Regions from separate parts of the Larimichthys crocea genome. Here region 1 is linked to region 2. A link is a contact called in public Hi-C data. All regions are on one chromosome and are shown on one strand. Each heading gives the region's core, a stretch centred on a gene start, on an enhancer-like site or on the middle of the called end of the contact. The rest is flanking DNA. Distances are from core to core; before and after follow the strand shown. Region 1 holds the start of hnrnpa3 (heterogeneous nuclear ribonucleoprotein A3). Region 2 holds the start of hoxd9a (homeobox D9a).

Region 1 (4,953 bases), core at 1,694-4,193, 130 kb before region 2:
CCATAACCGCCATCGCAGTTGCCACCAAATCCACCACCCTGGTTGCCATACCCTGGACCACCACCACCTCCATAGCCCCCTCGGCCACCACCATAACCTGGTCCTCCACCATAATTTCCTCCTGGGCCTATTAACAGTGACATGAGGTATTAACGTAACATGGTTGTGAAACACTTTCTAAAGACAAATAATGTGTTAGTAGGAGAGATATTAAACTCAATACACAACCATAGGACTTCGTACACTTCTTAAAAGTACTCACCATTGTCAAAATCGTCGCCATAACCACCTCGTCCTCCACCATAGCCACCTAAAAACAAAACAGAAACAAGGGTAGAATATATTATTTACTAAAACTGCAACCAATTTGAAGCCTTGTCACAGATGAGACCACATCCACACTAACTTAAGTACATCTGAAAAATAATCTCTCCCTGCTTTGAACTGTTGTCCACACTGTGGCAGCATTTCAAAGAATGGACTCTGAAGTAAATGAAAGTTAGAGCCTTGCCAGCACTGCAGCCTTGTTAAAAAGATCCATTTCTGCCCCCTCTGACCTGAGCCATGTATCGCCTCATGTCATGTCTGAGTTATCGGACTACTGTCAATCTTTGTTAACTTAACTGAAAGGTTAACTTTGTTAAGTGGTATTTTTACGAACCGCTGTCAACACCGTTTTTCACTGACTGTACTGTCAAAAGAGTGCCGAGCTACAACACAAAATAAATGACCTGACCAAGCTGGGTAACCGGTTTTACCAAATGGTATTGGCAAAGCACCACATAGTTGTTTGCCAACCGATTAAAACAGAAACAACAGTTTTACTTTTTTCCAGTTGGTCTGGAAATTACCATTGACACATAAACATCACTATAATGTGGTTAACACTGGAGGCATTTTCTACTGGTACACAAAAACTACTCACCTCGGCCAAAGTTTCCACCACCTCCGTAATTGCTACCTCTTCCCATGAAGTTTCCAGATCCACCGCTTCTGCCTGATATGAATAAAAGTGTCATTTTAGAGATGTTTAAAAGCAGCAATGTACTGCAGTGTGTACACTAATCGGCCAACAATGTGTAACTTTATTCTCTATTTGATCATTTCTTACCCCTGTTAGTGGATATAGCGCTCATTTCCTGTTTGGAGAGCGCTTTCCTGACCTCACAATTGTGGAAGTTGATTGTGTGGAATTTCTGGGCTGTAAGCAAAACAGGAAAAAAAAGAGAAAAACAATACATTTATTCCACTGTTTGATGTTTACTCACAATTCTCCTGGTCAACCCTAAAAATAAGACTAAAACCTAAAACACATACCAACAATTTTGTCTACAGTATCATGGTCATCAAAAGACACAAAGCAGAATCCCCTCTTCTTCCCAGTGGAGCGTTCTTCCATGATGTCAATGCATTCAATCTTTCCATACTTCTCAAAATACTCCCGGATGTGGTACTCCTCCGTGTCCTCCTTGATGCCGCCGACAAAGATCTTCTTCACTGTCAGATGGGCGCCGGGTTTATTGGAGTCCTGGAAAGAAATAAAAAATATCAATGAGCACACACACAATAACACAATCTATCATCGAGCGTGGGATTTCCTTTACCTCTCTGGACACAGCCCTCTTGGGCTCGACGACTCGTCCGTCTACTTTGTGAGGCCTTGCTTTCATGGCCTCGTCGACTTCGTTTACAGCGGCGTACGTCACAAAGCCGAACCCTCTTGAACGCTTGGTGTTGGGGTCTCGCATCACCTGGAAAACAACAATAAAAAGATGACGAAGAGAGCATTTTAAAAACATTATCTGTTATCTGAGACCATTGTTGATTTGTCCTGTACACGTGACATCTATTGCACGTCTGTCCGTCCTGGGAGAGGGATCTGTGGCTCTTCCTGAGGTTTCTTCCACCTTTTACAGATTGTAAAGCCCTCCGAGGCAAATGTACTTTGTGACTTTTGGGCTATAAAAATAAAATCCGATTTGATTCATTCATCTTTTACGATAAGAACAATACGTACCACACAGTCTGTGAGACTTCCCCATTGTTCAAAATGTGCCCGTAAACTCTCCTCTGTGGTTTCGAAGCTCAGACCTCCAATAAACAGCTTCCTGAGCTGCTCGGGCTCTTTAGCATCATGGTCCTGTTGTAAAAAAAACAACATAACAACAAGTGAGTAAACATGCATTGCAGCTGTGGCTGATATACAGACACACTGCATGGTTACATAACATTACTGTAGTTTAAAAAAATGCTTGTGCACACAAATACCTGCAGCTACACCCTGATTATTGACAGTGTTATGACGACACACAGCTAACGGTACTACAATGTCATGCATATAACAAGACAGTCAATTTAAAACCATATAAAAAGGACAAACAAGATATTATCTGTATTATATATCAGAAAAAAGGCCTGTAATCCTCCATGCAGGATGAAACAGCCTTTAGCAGCTGGCGTTAGCTGCATGCAGTGATGCCGCAGGTTGAATATTGTAACATTTTATCAGCTATAGAGAGAAAGGCGGGTTACAAACACACAAAGCACACGGTTTCTTTAACATTTAACTCGTTGGCAGCCTCTCCAACATTAACACCACCTATGTTAGTTGTAGCTTTGACCGCCATTAGCCTAGCTGCACCGTTAGCCGCCGGGCTGAATAAAAGAAGCAAACACCGAGCAGCTGCTCAGCGAGGTTAAAGCCTGGATTTGGGTTTATTGCATTTGTACAGATAAGCTGTGTTTAATTTGTGAAGAGGGGAAAAAGACAAAACAAAAACCAAACTGCGAGCAGCTCACCTCCATTTTGCAGATGTGACTTGGAGCAGATCTGGGATCACGTGATGACGACATCGGTCCCGCTGTCAGTCCGTCCCGGGGACAGAAGCTTTAAAGGATCCATCCGTGAGACACCAAACACCGCTGTGCTCCATGCAAACACACCGACACTAATATGTGTGTGTGTGTGTGTGTGTGTGTGTGTGTGTGTGTTAAATTAATTATCTGACTTCAACTTTGTCCCTTTTTTTTAATTTGCCATCTGTGCAACGTAAACAAAAAGAAACTTTGCGCCATCCAGTGGTTAAAGAGGAAAACACTTAATCCTCATTCAGCTGCTGTGTTGTTTGAGCAGACCTCAGTCCACAATGACTGCAACATTATTTCTTTATTTAATGGGACCATGTACAGTGTTAAACATAAACATAAATGATTACATTTGATGTACTGCATTACCCTCAGAATCAGAATCAGAAATACTTTAATAATCCCAGGAGGAAATTATTTAATTACAGCTACTTTTCATCAGCAGTCCCTTCGGCAGACACAATTAAAACATATTACAGCACAATAACAAACACTACAAAGCAAAACAAAAACAAAAAAACACAGAGGACACAATACAAAATACAAAGTTACACACAATAGCACATAACATACACCCATAATGTCAGTGGCTACAGAGCCGAGTATCCTTTAGCAGACTTTTTCATTTGGTTTTAAATGTACTGATGGAGCTGCAGCTCTTTATATCGTCAGGTATATATCATCTTTTTATTTAAATATATTTTTATATGAGTACTTTCACAAACAAGACACACAAAAGGAACAGGCATACAAAATCAGAAACCCCTCATCAACTCCCACCCTCAACCCTTGTACAGTAAAAAAAAAATAAGATTGCATGAGTTCACCTTCGTTTACATCTGAAAAGCAAAATAAAATACAATCAAATGCTGTATAAGGTCCCAAATAGTCAAAATCATAGAAGTAGACAAAACAGTAAAGGGGAGCAGGTTATATACTGACATACTAGTGAAACCGATGTAGTGATGGTAGTAAGGACAAGAAAAACTTCTCTGGGTTCCTCCTCACACTGAATAAGATTTTTTAACATTTAATTTAAAAGACATCTACTGTAAGAGTTGTATAAAGGGCCAGGCCTTGTCCTGGTGGCCCAGGGTTTGAATCCAACCTGCATGTCATTCCAAATCTCTCTCTCTCTCTCTCTCCCTGCATTCCTATCACTCGTCAGCTGTCTCTATCAAATAAAGCTTGAAAATACTTGAAAAAATAGACAGGTGCTGTAGTGCTGTGAGTTTACAAGAAGAAAATAAATACAGTTGGGGAAAAACACCTTGAGGTACTATACCCCTGAAATACCCTATGACTCATGTCACTTTACTCCTACTATCAACATTTTAATTACTTTTGTATATCCTGTTTATATATTATGTCATACCTTTTTTTACAGTGACATTTCAATACTTGTTTATACATATGGAGCACTTGCACCCACCTTTCATGTTTCAGTCTTAGTATACTTTTTATTTTTCTATTTAAGTATATTTTGTACTATTATTTAGATCTTCTATATTTATTATAGAATATTATATAGTATTATATATTACTTTCTCATGTGTAGTGCTGTTGCTGAGCTGACCAGCTCCTCTTTTCCAACACACATATCACTGTACTGTTGACACTGTGTTAACCTGCACACGACAAATAAACCTGAAGCCTGAAACTTGACTGAAGCTTCAGTTATTGCTGTTAGTGTAACTTCAACATGATGGTCATTTTCTGAACTTCAGTTGTTCACATCATGTTCGTGTTGCTAAGCAACTGATCCTTTAGTCAAGTGGCGAATGTTCCTGTTTTGTAACCGTTTGTGGTTTTGTAATCGAAGAACGGAAGCAGAAGGATGTTTCCAATAAAGGTGCACAAAAAGGCCTAATTCACTCTAAATCATCTTTGTGCAGGTTACTGTCAAGATAAAAATTCAAATCTAAAAGTGAATATCGGCTATAAAACATTAATATTTGAGCCAGCCGGAGAGCCAGTGTGACGAAAGACTAAAAGTAACCCTTACAGTAAAAGACACAAACACATTGATGCATTTAAAATGATTTATTTGGATGTATCAGTTAATAGGATATGTGTCATGTAAAAGTG
Region 2 (4,755 bases), core at 1,575-4,074:
AATCCCCCAAAATTACGCACAAAGATACGCAAATGAAACCATCAATGGCGCACGAAAACGGGACCAAGCTGTAGATTAAAATATATAAAGCCAAACTGTGAAAGCAAAAAAACTATTTCTGGGGTCATACAATGACAAAAACAAAACAAAACAAAAATGGTTTCCTGACGCAGTGTCTCCATGTGTGTGTGCTGACACAGACATCAAGTCAAAGTAGTTTAAGCTGTGAAAATGTTTATATTCAACTCCACATTCTGAACATCTAGAAAGGCAATACACATAGGCACGTTTCCCCCCCACTGCGGGAGGATACTGAACACATTTTGAGTGTGTTTGTTGGCGTAAAACAGACTTGCAGATGGCTTCAAACAGTATTTGACGGATCCATGTCTGTGTCCTCTGCGCATGTGATTTCGATGCCAACGCCTAATGACACTCACACGACATGTTAGGCTACCTCAGAGGGTCTAAATAATAATAACAAGGCTCCTACCAAAATAAATGTAATTGTTCAGATGGCTTTCCTTGGTACAAACATTAAATGTGTGAAATGGCAGCAGTGATTTTCTTTCTTTTTCTTTTTTCATAAGTGCTCCTTGCCGCTCCTCTCTCTGTTCATCTTCTTCATTTTCATCCTCCTGTTCTGGAACCAGATCTTCACTTGTCTCTCGGTTAAACTGAGTATGCGGGCGACTTCATAGCGTCGGTCTCTTGTCAAATACATGTTGTAGAGGAACTCCTTCTCCAGCTCTAAAGTCTGATATTTTGTGTACGGGCATCGCTTCTTTCTTGTTGAGCGTGCGTGAATCCAGTTTGCTGCGGGGTTGTCTGGAAAAAAACAACAAAAAAAACAAGGGCAGACACATGTGATGAGTGTTTTTTATTATTATTATAATTAATAATAATATTTCAAACATCAAATACATCACTTAATGCTTCTTATATTTGGTGGAAGAGACTGGCAGGAGATCAAAATGTGAAATTGTTTCATTTGACAGACAATGCGTAAAAATGACTGTTTGGATGACACGTATTCCTGATAGGTTCCAACAAACAGAACAACATGAATCAGGCCTATATCTCTCCTTAAAGTTTAACTCAGGTTAAAATCTCATCGACACGCAGCAATGTGTATCTATTTCGGGTGTCCTGTGACATGAAAAACTTCAGGATCCCCTGTAATAACCCTTGCAGGGCGGGTTTTTTCCCCTTCCCGAGCCTCGGTATAGTACGAGACACTTTTATAGGTTAGTAAAACCTCCAGTTTTACACACCCAGCTCATACAGTTCTTAGGGTTGTAAATCAGGACCGGCTATTTCTTTTACTTACTTGGGTCAAGTTGTTGTTGTTTCTCCTCTTTGGGCTCGCTGTGGCTCGAAAGCTCACTTCCACTGTGCTCTTTGGTCGCTTTTTCTGGACACTCCGATACTCCACACGCGTATTCACCGGCGAGCGGACCTCGAGCCTCTGCCTCCAACGTGTCACACTCCGCAGCTTTCGGTGGCAAAACCTCCGGCTTTGTCCCGTACTGCCGACTGCTTGGGTGAATTCCGGCAAACGAAACGTGGTTGGAGATGGGGTCCATCCAGGATCGGACGCCTACATATCTGCCGTCCGAAGCGGGGAGATGGGACTGGTGGTGGTGGTGGTGGTGGTGCACGTATGGATGATAAATCCCCTGCGGGTGAACCGAAGACCAAGAAGACGAGAAAACGGCGGCGGACTTTGGCGCAAAATTGCAAGAGGAGAAGTCTGCGCTGTCCCCAGCACCTGACGGCCTCGGGGTCACCATGTGTGGAGCCTGAATAAAACGAGCACCGTACACATCCTCCGGCTCCTGCCCCATTATAGCGTCCACATAGCAGTTACTGAGAGTGCCACTGGAAGACATTTTTGATCTCTTCCTACTCATATAATAAGGGTTGCACTGTTACGGGAAGCTTCCCTCTATGAACAATCATAGTATTTTTGCTGGCCTGCATCTACAGGGATTGGTTACATGGATCACGTGGTCATATTTACCAATACAGCGAGTAAATCAATCCTGCCCTTGCTCTCTCTCTCTCTCTCTTTCTTTTTTTTTCTTCTCGTCAAGTTTAATTCAGCTTTTCATTTCGCAAATAATAAAAAGCCCCGTCAGATGTGACTGCAGGGAGAAAACAGTCGCTCAAATGTTTATTTCTATTCTGGGTTTCTCATGTGCGGCTGTTCTGCAGGACGTTACAACAATACAGCAAATGAAGGAATAAGACACTTTTCCACACACACACACACACACAGAGGATTCAGTGCATCTTAACGTTTGAGAAAACTCCTATAATATCGTCCTGATACCCCTCAATGCTAGTAAAATGGTTTATAGACTTACGGAGTCCTCGTAAAATAGATGTAATAACATGTTGTAAAATAACAGACGCCATTTCCGTTCAACAATGCGGCGAATCCATTGTTAATATTCGGCGAGGAAACATATTTTCTAAGGGTTGGTTTGAATTTTTTAAAAGCTTTAAAGCCGGAAACGGCAGTTGTGTGAAATTATTGTATTCATTCAAAGGAGGGTAATAATGTCTTTATGTATCAATAAATGTTTTATGAGGTGCGTGTGATTATACATGCCGTCAATAAAAAAAAAGAAAAAAAAAGAGAGAGAGAGACTTTGGAGAGGCAAAAAATCCATCCTGGTGCTGCTGTAATTTAAATCCAATACAGATTTTTAATTGTCCTAAACGTGATCTTTGATTTTATTTTGAAGGAGAGCGTGTTGACCTTCAAGTCTAGAGAATAAAAGACACATTTTTGCAGACAGAGGGAAAGATAGTGAGAGAGATGGGTTCAGGTCCAATCTTGTTGCAAAGCTGCACATCACACTGACGTTTTTAATCCTAATCACAAAATATGAAGTTATTTTTGAAGTGTGTGTGTGTGTGTGTGTGTGTGTGTGTGGGGAGAGAAATGCAACGTGGCCTGTGTCGCTCGGGAAGGAAGGAAGAAGATCTGAATGTTGGCTGTGAATTTGTTCTTGAACATAACTTACACCCCCGCCGTCTCATAGACTCTTAGTTTAGTCACAAACAGGCCTGAAATTTTAAAAAAAAAGCAACACCATGTTTATTTGATTACAACAACTCACGCCTCTCTGCTGCACACACACACACACACACACACACACACACACTCACATACACACACACACACACACATAAAATGATACACAAAGAAGAGGCTGGAATATTTCTTTTTTTTTATATTTGGACACGTGCGTAAAGTCTTTTTGGTGTATTATTTTCACAACTATCAGAGCGTGTGTGTGATTTTGTCTCCGTGGATGTGGCTCTTTAAAAGCTGCGTAATAACAGGTTAACAGGCCTGTTATACGATTCAAAACCGCACACATTCAATCTGCTGGGAGCCCACAAACAAATCGAGAATTTAGGCCTCTTTCCTCAGATGAATAAACATTTAGCAAAACGACAAACACATGTCCTAAACATCTTTGGTGTGGCGTTTTCTTTACTTGCACTTATTTCCCCTCCTCGTAACCATTTTACGCACAATTGCGCACTTGCGTCAATCTCAGACAACGCCGCACATTTGGAGTTATTTTTGCACGACACACAACAACAAATACAAAAACGAGATTATTTGACAATTTATTGCAAGATAACATGCCACAAACATGCAATAAATTCACAGATTAACATCGTTTCCCGTCACTTTAGAGGCTCATAGAAACATTTCACTACTGGGCAAATGGCTTGCACTTACTTGTAAAAACAAATGTTGCACTATACACGACAATAAATGTGCTTTCATGACTGAAATAGAGTAACTCTTTCCGAGAAAAGAAAGAAAACAACAGCTCGCCATCGTGACACAATAGAATTAATCCATGTCTACTGGCAGAAGGAAGAAATCGACTTCTCCAATAATTTAAGACCAAAAAAAGTGTTACCCTGTGATGAAATAAAAACAAATACACGACGCCACACAAAGTACTAAAATTGGCATATATATAGTCACAGTTTCGTTGAAATTGAAGATAAACGTCCAATGCCACTAAAGCATCAAACTGAATATGAGAGAGAGAGAGAGAGAGAGAGAGAGAGAGAGAGAGAGGACAGCTAACCACAGATTGCATGCAAGCTCACGAAAAGGTGAGATTTGAGGTCAGTTCACGGATGCGGTTTTCCCTGCTCATTTTCTTCAGTTTCATCCTGCGGTTCTGAAACCAGATCTTGACCTGCCTGTCGGTCAGGTTGACGCTCCTGCTGATCTCTAGGCGGCGCTCTCGGGTCAGATACATATTGAACAGAAACTCCTTTTCCAACTCCAAGGTCTGGTGCTTTGTGTAGGGACATCTTTTCTTTCTCCCACTTTTTGCAGTTAACCAGTTGCTCGTTGGAGGATCACTCTTGCAGTCTGGGAAAAGATTCAGATCAGATGATTTTTATTTTATTATTATTATTAATGCAGCAGCAGCAGCAGCAGGAGAGAGAAAAATATATATCTCACCTGCTGCTTTTTGGATTTCACCTCTGGGAAATAACACACAATATAAATGTTTTCCCAGAATAAATAAAACGCAGGGGGTGTTATTAGTCACGTACCTGCCACCACTAATGAAATAGAAATGAAATGAAACCCCAGCAGATCAAAGCGCATCTTTATGCAGCTTGAAACATTATGCCCCTCAATTAATTTCACAAGATCTTAAAAATGGATTAACATGCAACAACGACACTGATTCAAATGTT

What was found. Hi-C and Micro-C count contacts between places; a contact is called where the count stands out from the background.
Region 1: a contact with region 2 is called in a Hi-C map of muscle, with 5 times the contacts expected there. The contact joins the promoter of hnrnpa3 here to the promoter of hoxd9a in region 2. A contact is called at or near these places in 2 of 7 Hi-C or Micro-C datasets (both in muscle).

Annotation. Positions count from the first base shown.
Region 1 is chrXVIII:15,197,185-15,202,137 of L_crocea_2.0, reverse strand. hnrnpa3 (heterogeneous nuclear ribonucleoprotein A3) reads right to left here and starts at 2,943. Exons shown (of 11, transcript XM_027290904.1): 1 at 2,800-2,943; 2 at 2,018-2,140; 3 at 1,605-1,751; 4 at 1,318-1,528; 5 at 1,112-1,201; 6 at 926-997; 7 at 263-310; 8 at 1-127. The coding sequence starts at 2,853.
Region 2 is chrXVIII:15,067,525-15,072,279 of L_crocea_2.0, reverse strand. It overlaps hoxd9a (homeobox D9a), which reads right to left and starts at 2,824. Exons shown (of 2, transcript XM_010737773.3): 1 at 1,331-2,824; 2 at 1-828. The coding sequence starts at 1,913. The coding sequence ends at 584. All of the region lies in intron 2 of hoxd3a (homeobox D3a), which reads right to left. hoxd10a (homeobox D10a) reads right to left here. Exons shown (of 2, transcript XM_010737775.3): 2 at 3,192-4,420. The coding sequence ends at 4,146.